3 separate regions of the Mus musculus genome follow, and all the other regions are linked to region 1. The links are chromatin contacts, called in public promoter capture Hi-C maps. All regions are on one chromosome and are shown on one strand. The core of a region is the stretch at or near the end of the contact, and the rest is flanking DNA. Distances in the headings are between cores, read along the strand shown.

What was found. Promoter capture Hi-C pulls out the DNA fragments that hold promoters and counts their contacts.
Region 2: a promoter capture Hi-C map of liver shows a contact between it and region 1, with 2.7 times the contacts expected there. The contact joins the promoter of Tie1 here to the promoter of Rps8 in region 1. A contact is called at or near these places in 3 of 39 promoter capture datasets (hippocampal neurons and liver).
Region 3: a promoter capture Hi-C map of pre-B cells shows a contact between it and region 1. The contact joins the promoter of 2510003B16Rik here to the promoter of Rps8 in region 1. A contact is called at or near these places in 8 of 39 promoter capture datasets (3T3-L1-derived adipocytes, the C10 cell line, cranial neural crest and 5 more).

Annotation. Positions count from the first base shown.
Region 1 is chr4:117,154,371-117,158,074 of GRCm38.p6, forward strand. It overlaps Rps8 (ribosomal protein S8), which reads right to left and starts at 1,762. Exons shown (of 6, transcript NM_009098.2): 1 at 1,688-1,762; 2 at 1,201-1,307; 3 at 638-737; 4 at 268-443; 5 at 1-58. The coding sequence starts at 1,691. Snord55 (small nucleolar RNA, C/D box 55) reads right to left here and starts at 1,478; the gene lies at 1,401-1,478. LOC115490046 (a small nucleolar RNA gene) reads right to left here and starts at 919; the gene lies at 816-919. Snord38a (small nucleolar RNA, C/D box 38A) reads right to left here and starts at 204; the gene lies at 146-204.
Region 2 is chr4:118,488,187-118,491,890 of GRCm38.p6, forward strand. Tie1 (tyrosine kinase with immunoglobulin-like and EGF-like domains 1) reads right to left here and starts at 1,663. Exons shown (of 23, transcript NM_011587.2): 1 at 1,462-1,663. The coding sequence starts at 1,519. It also overlaps the pseudogene Gm12859.
Region 3 is chr4:116,121,897-116,125,600 of GRCm38.p6, forward strand. It overlaps 2510003B16Rik (RIKEN cDNA 2510003B16 gene), which reads left to right and starts at 1,944. Exons shown (of 3, transcript NR_131048.1): 1 at 1,944-2,220. It overlaps Rad54l (RAD54 like (S. cerevisiae)), which reads right to left and starts at 1,793. Exons shown (of 18, transcript NM_009015.3): 1 at 1,166-1,793; 2 at 1,000-1,086. The coding sequence starts at 1,168.

The DNA.
Region 1 (3,704 bases), core at 512-3,011:
ATTTCTTTTGAATTTTCTTTGATCGTTTTTTGTTTAAAATCTCTTCCTCCTCAGGAGTCTGAATGAAAAGAATATGAATTGATTTGTCACCAGGAAAGTCACAAGCCTCCTTGAACCCCCCCCCCCCAAGTCGCCATGCTTGCCTTCTTCAGCACTAAAGTGTTCATCTCATTCCTTCAGTAGCAGAACTGGACAGTATTTTCATCACAAGAAGGCAGCACCCATCCCACCCCCAGCCAATCAACCCCTTACAGGAAGACAACGCACCAGCTTGGCCCCCTTCTTGCGGCCCAGGGGCAGTGCATAGTGGGACTCGTACCACTGTCGGTACGGCGTGCTGTCAATAAGCACGATGCAGTTCTTCACCAGGGTCTTGGTGCGGACAAGCTCGTTGTTGGATGCATTGTAGACAACATCAATGATCCTTGTTTTGCGAGTACAACCTGCATACAAAGAGAGATTCACAATCAGGGGCTGGGGCAGTTAATGTTTTTTTATTACTGAAATCTTTTTTTAACATTCTCTAGAAAGCACCTCTCATTGCAGGAGTTAAGAGATCAGAATATGGCAAAGAATTCTCCAACTACCTCAGGATCTTTCAGCAAGAACAAATTCAAATACTTCAACACCTACTTACACTCAGAGCCCCAGGAAAAGTTCCCCACATCCAATCTCAGGGCACGGTACTTCTTATTGCCTCCTCGAACTCGGACTGTGTGTATGCGGCGAGGGCCAATCTAGAGAACACAAGAAGGCCAGAACATGTGTCATCAAAACGAGTGGGGACTGGGAGAGGAACCCGAACCAGACGGAGGTAACAGTCAGTGTAACTATGACAAGTCCTTGCATTGGCAAGTGGTGTACAGGTGGCCAAGACGGCCATAACCACGCCTAAGGATACGTTTTCATCACCCTAGTTACCTCCAGAAAAAGCCAGACCCCCCCTAACACAGGAAGAACCCCAGTAAGGAACACACCAAGCTTGCAGCTCTCCCACTCCTAGGCTCCAGTAGACCCTAAGCTTGGAGATTAGGGTGCACAGACCCTGCACGTGGACACACTTCCATGTCCAGTCGCCAGCACCGAGAAACCTGAGCCTTACAAAGGTGATCACAGCCACTCGTGTTCCCCAGCAAACACGCTCTAGCGCAGGGGAAGGCAGCCTCTCCCAGTCGTCCTCCCCCCGACCCCCGCACGCACCTTCGTGTTGGCAGCGGGCCGTCCCAGCTCATACTTTCGCTTCTTGTGGTAGGGTTTTCGCTTACCCCCGGTCTTGCGGCGCTTGTGCCAGTTGTCCCGAGAGATGCCTGTGTGTGGGAGCGAGGACGCAAGCCTGAGCAACCGGGCCTCGCCGCCGGCCAATCAGCCCGCTCCCGAGCCCCGCGCTGCGCGGGCTGCCCGCACGCTCAGCTCTCCAAGGTTGGCTTCCCCACGACGCAGTCGGGAGTGTGCAGCATACCCAGGTGTCATCATCCGCGTGCGGCCCGGCCCGCGGCAGCCATGTTGGCCCGCTCGCAGCCCGGAGCCCCGGAGGCGGCCGCAGCGATCTCCACAGCCCTAGCCCACCGCAGGCCCTTGCCACGGCTGCCCGTGGCCCATGGTCGGGCCGAGCATGCGTCGGGAGGCAGGATGGAGACGGATGGAGCTCGCTCCCCCGCGGCCCGACCCGGCCCGCAGCAACACTCACCCATCGCTCGGCGCTGGCTGGAAAGAGGAAGCGCAAAGCTTCACGGTCCGGTTTCTAAAACTCAGCCCCGCCTTCTTTACGTCTCTTCCGGTTGCCGGGAAGGACCTGGGGCCGCGGCGAGCCTGGGACGCTGGCACAGGGGAGGGTCCTGCGGCGTGCGAACTCACGCGGACCCCGCCTCAAATCCCTTGACCTTGGGCGGTCTGGAGGGCGGGCTCCTTAAGCTGAGCTATAGGGCACACTTGCCTGCCTGTTGTGCTTACATTTTGTCCTTTAAATTTTTTTTTTTTTTTTTTTTTTTAAACCGGGCGTGGTGGCGCACGCCTTTAATCCCAGCACTCGGGAGACAGAGGCAGGCGAATTTCTGAGTTTGAGGCCAACCTGGTCTACAAAGTGAGTTCTAGGACAGCCAGGGCTATACAGAGAAACCCTTGTAAACTTGTAAAACCAAAAAAGAAAAAAGAGTAAAGGGCCCTAATTGGAAAAGTGAAGTAGTAGAAGCTCCAACGCTCTGTTCACAGGGGGACTTGACCCTGTATATGAACACACAAAATTCATGTGTATCTCTTACATGGCAGCAATTAGCAATCAAAAAGGAAATTAAAAACAGTTTTAGTTCTGGAAAGATTGGTACTGCAAACTGTGCTCAGGGTCTCTTCAAAAGCATCAAGTGCTTAGGTCGACTCACAGTTCCTGAAATTCCAATTCCAAAGTATCTGACAATCTGGTCTGGCCCAGTGGGTCAAACCTGAAATCCAGCACTGAGACAGAGAATTATCACCAGTTGAGGGCTAGCCTGAGCTAAAGAATGAGCTACTGCTCAGTGGGAGGAACAAGCGGCCGGCTGAGGAGAAACTGAGGCACTAGACACCCCTCCAAGTGAAATCAAAGCAGAGGACAGTGGGGCTCCGGCGTCAGACAAGATGAGAGCTCAGTCAGTACATTTTATTTCTTAAACTTAAACGTCGCCTTGAATGTCAGTGAACGTCTACTTTTAAAGGGACCTCTCACCTGACCGATTTCTTTTTGAATTTTAAACTTTAACTTCAAATGTTTTAAATTTTGATTCTGAGGTTTTTACTGCGTGTATCCGATTTTTTTTTTTTAAAGATTTATTTATTTAGTATATGTAAGTACACTGTAGCTGTCTTGAGACACTCCAGAAGAGGGCATCAGATTTCGTTACGGATGTTTGTGAGCCACCATGTGGTTGCTGGGATTTGAACTCCGGACCTTTGGAAGAGCAGTCGGCCCTCTTAACCACTGAGCCATCTCGCCAGCCCCCCCCCCCCCCACGATTTTACAGTTTTGAAGCGATTTTTTTGTTGTGTTTGTTTTTTTGGGGTTTTTTGTTTGTTTGTTTGTTTTGTTTTGTTTTTTTGAGACAGGGTTTCTCTGAATAGCCCTGGCTGTCCTGGAACTCACTTTGTAGACCAGGCTGGCCTCGAACTCAGAAATCTACCTGCCTCTGCCTCCCGAGTGCTGGATTAAAGGCGTGCACCACCACCGCCTGGCTTGAAGAGATTTTTAATTTTGTTTTAATATCATTTAATCATTTTAATATCATTTAAAAGTGTTCTTGAGCCAGGCCTGAAGGCACAAGCTTGTGATTTGCCTTCCAAGTGCTGGGATTAAAGCTGCATTACCACCCAGCTTTGTTTTTGTTTTTTTGAGGGTCTTACATGCTCACAGTAGCCCAGCCTAGCCTTGAACTCCTGGTAATCCTCCTGTGTCAGCCTTTCTGACTTGTGGAATTATAGGCGAGCTACCACATCTAGGTTTTCTGAATTGGCCTGACCTTGGGATTTGCCATAGTATCCCTCATAGCAGCAGCTGGGCCACTTCAGTGGTAGAGAGAATCTGCCACATGCAAGTCAGAGCCACCACCAATGTACCTAAGCTGGATTTGCAAGCTCTTGGCTCAGGAGACTGAAGGTTATGTACAAGAGACAGGTTTGTACTATAGGTGGAACAACAATATGAACTAACCAGTACCCCGGAGCTCTTGGTTCTAGCT
Region 2 (3,704 bases), core at 413-2,912, 1.3 Mb after region 1:
TTCTTTTTTTCTTTTTCTCGTCTTTCTTTTCTTTTCTTTTCTTTTCTTTTCTTTCTTTTTCTTTTTTTTCTTTTTTTTTTCTCTTGAGACAGAGTTTCTCTGTATAGCCCTGTCTGTGTAGCCTTGGCTGTCCTGGAACTCACTCTGTAGACCAGGCTGGCCTTGAACTCAGAAATCCGCCTGCCTTTGCTGCCCAAGTGCTAGGATTAAAGGCGTGCACTACCACTGCCTGGCCTACAGTTTTTTCTTATGGGCTTCCATACCTCCCAAGCTTGCACTTGCTACTCTGTTGACTACCTCTCTTAGGGAAACCCTTCATGACTTTTCTGGTCCTGTGGCAGAGTAAGCTGACTCTCTTCTCAGTGCTTCTCAAAAGCTCTTGATGTCTGCTTCTGTCTGGCCCTCATTCCTGGCCTGTGTTTCCCACCAGACAGAACCACTCAAAGGCAGCCTCTGACTTCTAGTTCTCTGGTCAGCAGACTGAAAGGACCTGCCACCAGCATTCAGAAGCTTCTCCATGCCCTCTGTACACACAGCTCCATTTAAACAACAAACGTATCAACCTTTGGGAGCCCAGCATCATTTAGTTGTCATATGATAGGTTTAGGTGTTGCCATATTCTCAACTAATGGAACATCATTGGTGCTAAATAAATTTTATTATTATTATTATTGTTATTATTTTGAGACTGGGTCTCTCTATGTAGTTCTGGCTGTCCTGGGACTTGCTATGTAGACCAGGCTGGCTTCGAACCTCAGAGATCTACCTGCTTTTGCCTCCTGAGTACTGGAGTTAAAGCCACCATGCTTGTCTGTCCAATGAATTATTGATTAAGCCCAACACAGTTACTCGTGAGGTCCAAGTTGATGGCTGACTTCTGCCCCTACTCACCTCTCCCCCCTCCAGGCAGTGATTCCTAGCACCTGCCTGAGTTTTCCCCACCCTGACCTCATTCTTGGTGGATCAAAATCGTCATGACGCTATGACGACGACGATGATGATGATGATGTCAGTTTCTGCTTGTCCCTGCAATTTTTAAGTTGTGTTAAAATACACATACCCTAGAATCTACCGTTAGAACCACTTGTAAACAGTCAATTCAGTGTTAATAAATGCATTCATAACCTCATGTGAACATCACCACCCATTTCCACAGCTCTTGTTTTTGTTTTTGACGTAAGGTCTCCATAAGTCTTTATGGGGCTAACATGGAGTCCTCTGTGTAGTCTAGGCTGGCCTTCCAAGTGCTGGGATTAAAGAAGTCCACCACCACACCCTAACTGAAATGCTACACTCATTAAACAATAACTCTCTATTTCCCTTCCCCCAACCCATGCTCACCACCATATTGTGAGGTCTATTGCTAGGCTAGGCTAGGGTTTCTTGGGGGTCGGGGGCTGGAATTAAGGCCTTGAAATCAAGAGTCAGGGAGGAGCTCTGCTCACTCCAGGGAAGACTTACCAACATGAGAGGCCAAGAAAAGAGTGGGGAGCAGCAAAGAGGATCCCCACCAGACCATACTCTGGAAGCTGCCCTGGGCCAGCCAAGGCCAGCTGGGCCCGGGGTCAGTTGCTGTGGGTCTGAGTGTTCAGCCTGTCCAGCTCAGTGCACCTCGGTGCTGGGGAGGAAGAGGAAATGATGGTTAGGGTAGGAGGGGTGGCAGGGAGAGAGGGTGGGAAGAGTTGTCGCCTGTAGTCCTCCCGTGTCCAGCCCCCACAAGCCCGGGATGGGTGTGGCCTGGAAGTCTCTGGAAGGGGGGGCATTAGAGGTGGGAGGCAGGTTGTGACAAGGACAGATCTGGGGATGGTTGGGCTCTCTCTCCCATCCCTTCGGTCCCTTCCATCTGCATTGCTGGAGCACGGGAGACAGGAAAGGGAGGAAGCCAGTGGCTTCCGCCTATTGAGAAGGTTTGGAGGCAGGACATTGTTCTGGGGTCTCCCCTCCTCCCAGCACACACACGCTGGGAGGAGGGGAGACACACACACACACACACACACAAATACAAAATGAGGCTCACGTGACTCTTTTTTTTTTCAAAAGTAAACAAGAAACGGTCTCTGTAAGGTTTTAATGCTCAGTTTTCACAAACACAAGTTTCTACCCAATTTTACAACACACGATAAAATGTCCTAGTCTGTAGACTGTGCATTAAGTGTTCACTTCGGTAGCACACACACTAGAATTTGCATTATTCAACTCTTCCTCATATTCTTTTCCAATCTTTTAAAATCACCAGGAGTTTCTACCTAAGTAATATTCTACTGTATTTACATTTGAGTTGCATGTCTTCCGAGATCGGGCGCGTTCAGAGTGGTATAGCCGTAGACGAGTTGCATGTCTTAAGAACAAACGGAAATCCATGATATTTTGGTTAACTCAGTGTATTTACAAAATGAAAAGCTCTATCAAAATACTTTTCACTGGAAAAATAAATAGAACAGGCATTGGATCTACCAAAGTTCATATTCACTTTGGCCGATGTCAGTGTGGGACAGTTCATGACAGCACAATTTACCCTGATTTCCCCAGAGCTGACCAGCTTCCAAGCTAACTGTTAAATTATTTTACTGAGATTTTATTATGTTGTTATCTGGTTCATTCCAGATCATTGTCAGCCAGGCTCTGAGCACTTACAGTTCTCTGACTAACGGTCGGAAGCTTGGTCAGGAGCATCTGGAACACTGGTGGTGGAAGAGTCTGCTGGAACACTTGCAGCAGCTGCGGAGGCAGCAATGGCATTTGTCAGGTGGTCCACACCCTTCTCGTAGTCACCTTGTGCTAATAACCCTTCACCAAGCTGTGTCTCTTCAAGGAAGAATTTCTGAACTGCTTCAGCGTCTTTTAAATCAGGAAACTTGGTGTATTAGTCAGGGTTCTCTAGAGTCACAGAACTTACGGACAGTCTCTAGATAGTAAAGGAATTTATTGATGACTTACAGTTGGCAGCCCAATTCCCAACAATGATTCAGTCGCAGCTGTGAATGGAAGTCCAAGGATCTAGCAGTTACTCAGTCTCACGCAGCAAGCAGGCAAAGGAACAAGAGCAAGAGCTAGACTCCCTTCTTCCAATGTCCTTATATTGTCTCCAGCAAAAGGTGTAGCCCGGATTAAAGGTGTGTTCCACCACACCTTTAATCCCAGATGAAAGGCATAGCCCAGATTAAAGGTGTGTTCCTTAACTCGGAGATTCAATCTTCTGGAATCCATAGCCACTACGGCTCAAGATCTTCAAACCAAGATCCAGATAAGGATCTCCAAGCCTCCAGATAAGGGTCACTGGTGAGCCTTCCAATTCCGGATTGTAGTTCATTCCAAATATTGTCAAGTTGACAACCAGGAATAGCCACTACAATCCACCCCTTGTCAACTTGACACAAATAACATCTCATGTTCACATGAAACAATAACAAGGTTGTAAATACGCCTAACATGATATAACTATCCCTCGTACAATCGCAAACGCATTAGTAAATTTACAATGGGCATTCATATTACTTTATAATCCTCGTTTCTGCAACTGGTTACGTGGCCTTAATTGGTATTTATAACTACCTTCCTCTACTACCCATTCTGTATTTCCTTCTCCTTCAGCCAGCACCTCAGCAGGTCTTGGCTCTTTTCCTGGAGGATTGACCCATACCTTCATTCCTGATGGGTCTGCGTCCTTGGTCATCCTGCTTGGATTTGGCTGTTGTAGTTTCTCA
Region 3 (3,704 bases), core at 694-3,193, 1.0 Mb before region 1:
ACAGAATTCATGTCTCAAAATAGACCAAAAAAAAACACCCAGCCAGGCATGGTGGCAAATGAATCCCTGATCTTGGAAACCAGAGGCAGGTCTCTAAATTCTGAGGTTAGCCTGATCTCTATAGAGCAAGTTTCAGGGGCAGCCAGGGATATCAGAGAAACTCTAAAGCTCTCATATGCCAAAATCCTACTTTTTTTTTTTAAACGCAGATTTTCATGTATTCCAGGCTGGCCTGAATATACTATGTAGTTAGGGAAGCACACAGAATATATTAGTACACCACCACCCCCACTTTTGGCAGGCCTGGAACCCAACATTACCATTCCTTGGTTTTGATATTCTCCTCCCACCAAGAAAACTGAAACTGTATTAATTTCTAGTGAACCTACCTGGAGGATAACAATTTTTTTAAGATTTATTTATTTATTATATGTAAGTACACTGTAGCTGTCTTCAGACACTCCAGAAGAGGGCATCAGATCTCATTACAGATGGTTGTGAGCCACCATGTGGTTGCTGGGATTTGAACTCAGGACCTTTGTAAGAGCAGTCAGTGCTCTTAACCACTGAGTCATCTCTCCAGCCCCAAGGATAACAATTTTATTAATCTTCTCCAATGCTTAGTATACTGTAAATTTTCATTAAAATTTACTTACGCGGGGCAGTAGTGGCAAACACCTTCACTTTCAACACTGGGTAGCAGAGGCAAGGGAACCTCTGTGTGAGTTCAAGGCCAGCCTGGTCTACAAACAGAGTTCCAGAACAGCCAGGGCTACACAGAGAAACACTGTTTCAAAAAAAAAACCTTAAGTGCCAGGTGTGCCTGGCACATGCCTACGACCACACACTGCATTTGGGAGACAGACCATAGTCTACAGACCTGGTGAGAAGCTCATCTCAAAAAAAAAAAAAAAAAAAAAAAAAGCTTCAAAAATGTATGAAAGGTACTTTCTCAAGATGACTATGAACCTCATTTTCCTTATTCCCCTAAACACTCACTACTGTCCCAGGCTGCCAGTCTTCATCATCTGATGATCTGTCTTCTGGTTTCCTCCTAGCCAACTGGCTGGGAGCTAAGCTCCTCCTCTGCAAGGGAGAACAGAAAGTGAGTTCCTGCAGTGATCCTGCAGCCAGGCCCCTTAAGTCAGCTTAAGGTCACACTTACCATCCTGGCCCCAGAAGCATCAAATGTCAAGTGCCCATCAGCGAAGTTAAAAGCACTCAGCAACAGAGAATGCAGGACCAGGGGATGCTATAAAAGGAAGTTGCTATATCATTGAAAATATTGTCTTAAGAGTCGGTATGAGGGGAGGGGATGCAATCAGAGGATGAGGCTTGGGTCCAAACCAGGAATGTCGGTCCCCAAGTTCCTCAAGGTCAAAATATCCAAAGCCAAGTCCAAGCGGAGCTGGGTCTAAATCTAGGATGGGAAAGAAGACAGATTGAAGTTGCAGATGAGCAAAGTGGAGTTGGAATAACGTCCCTAGCTGGGCTGCTTCCCTGAGAGTAACACCTACGAAAAAGTACAGTCTTAAGTACGAAGGCGAGACGCCTGAATTCTTAGGAGAGGGATAGAATTTACCAGAGCTGGACCGACATCAAACCTCAGTGTGAGGAAGGCAAGCAGAGACCTAGGAACGCCTTGTGGGAAGTTAAACAGGAACCCAGGAAGGACCAGTTAAAAATCCAGGTTGGGAGGAGGAGAATCTTAGAAGCTGAAGAGAGGCAAAGAGCGACTCCGGTATCTTTCCCCTTATTCTTCCTCTTCCCAAAGCGCGCGTTAAGAGCCTCCAGGCAGTGTCAATCGAACCTCCCGCCACTCTGCCACCACAGTCCCCTATTGGCTGCGTTCAGTGAACTTGACGCTCGACGATCCGGCCTAAAGGAAGGGGCGGGCCTAGGGCTGAGGCTAATAAGGGTCTTGGATTTCCGCCCAGAGGCTCAACAGACCACTAGGAGCTGTGGCTTATCCTGGTGGCAGCAACAGGCAGGTGCCAGAATTCTTACTTGCCAACGGTCCCTCTTCCTGGCTCCTGCCTTTGGCCGAAGCAGCTGAACCAAATAGATGTTTTGCACCGAAGTACTGTGCGGAGGAGTTGCTACTGGAATAGATTTCAAAAGGCAGCACATTTTTGGGAATTTGATTCAGGCTCTTTATTGTGCCAGACCTGGAGCAGAAATCTGAGCTGGAAGCAGGCAAGGCCAGTGGCCAGTCAAAAGGTGAGCGGAGGTGTTGGTGCTGCACTGCCAATTGGTCTGAGATGTCTTGAAATAAGCTAGCTGTCTTTTCCTGGGGCATAGTCACCCATTCTCTAAAAATCCGTTTTTCCTTTAAGTGATATTATTATAGTACCTCTCCTAAGGGATTATTCACAGGGTCTAATTAAAGTGAACAAAGTAGCTGCGCCTGGTAGCGCAGGCCTTTAATTATAGTACTCACTAGGCATAGGCAAGCAGATCTCTGTGAGACTAGCCTGGTCTTCATAATGAGTTCCAGGACAGCGACAGCTCTGTAGAAAGACCCTCCAAGAACGGGAAAAAAAAAAAGTGTTCAAAGTATTTAACATAGCCCCCATGTATTACCTAAGTGCTCACTAATCAAAATAGCATGCCCATTACACTTAATCACTATCTACTTAAAAGGATCTCCTTAGCTATTATAAATCATTTACTATCCTCAGATAAGGTTTATTGTCCCCATTTTGTCGTGTGTGTGTGTGTGTGTGTGTGTGTGTGTGTGTGTGTGTGTGGTGTCTTGGGGGCACTAGGAATATAGCATAGTGGTAGAACTTCGTGAGGCGGTCACTGCTGAGGTTTGTTGTTATTTGAGACAAGGTCTTGCTGTGTAACCCGGTTATCTTTAAACTTATGACCCTCTGTCATCCCCAGCCCGCCTAGCAGAAATGAGGATATACTAAAGAGATACTTATGTCCTTTCCTTGGCTTTTGGGAACAATGAACCGAAGAAATTTTAATTTCCATAGGAATATCTTGCTGGGAGACAAGAAGGCTGTGAGCAACTTAATGAAAAACAAAATCACATACACAAAAAGAACAGTTAACTTCTTTGCCATGACTATGAGGTCAGCCTGGGCTGTATAGTCAAAATCTGTCTCAAAATGGGGGGTATAAGGGATGTGTGGATGTGGATAAAAGCATGTGTCACCTAAGCCTGAGGACATGAGTTCAGTGCCCACAGCCCACACCAAGGTGAAAGGAGAGAACTGATCCACAAACTTGACCTCTGACCTCCATATGTACAGCATGGCACATGCGCACCCTCATACAAACATCATGTACATACACGCTCTAATAACAGAGAAATATTCTTTAAAGGAAAGAAACTCTACCTAGCCCTAGAAAATATATAAGTATTTCCTTTTTTTTTTTTAATCTCAATTTCTTCTTTTTTTTTTTTTTCTTTTTTTTTTTTTTTTCTGAGACAGGGTTTCTCTGTATAGCCCTGGCTGTCCTGGAACTCACTCTGTAAACCAGGCTGGCCTCGAACTCAAAAATCCACCTACCTCTGCCTCCCAAGTGCTGGGATTAAAGTCGTGCACCACCACACCTGGCAAGTATTTCCTTTTTGAAGGTTTGTTTTGCTTCTTTTGAGACTGGGTCTGATGTATCCAGTGCTAACCTCCTGTTTCTACTTCCTAGTGCTAAAATTATAGCCCTATGCCACCAGGCTCAACCTCCAACCT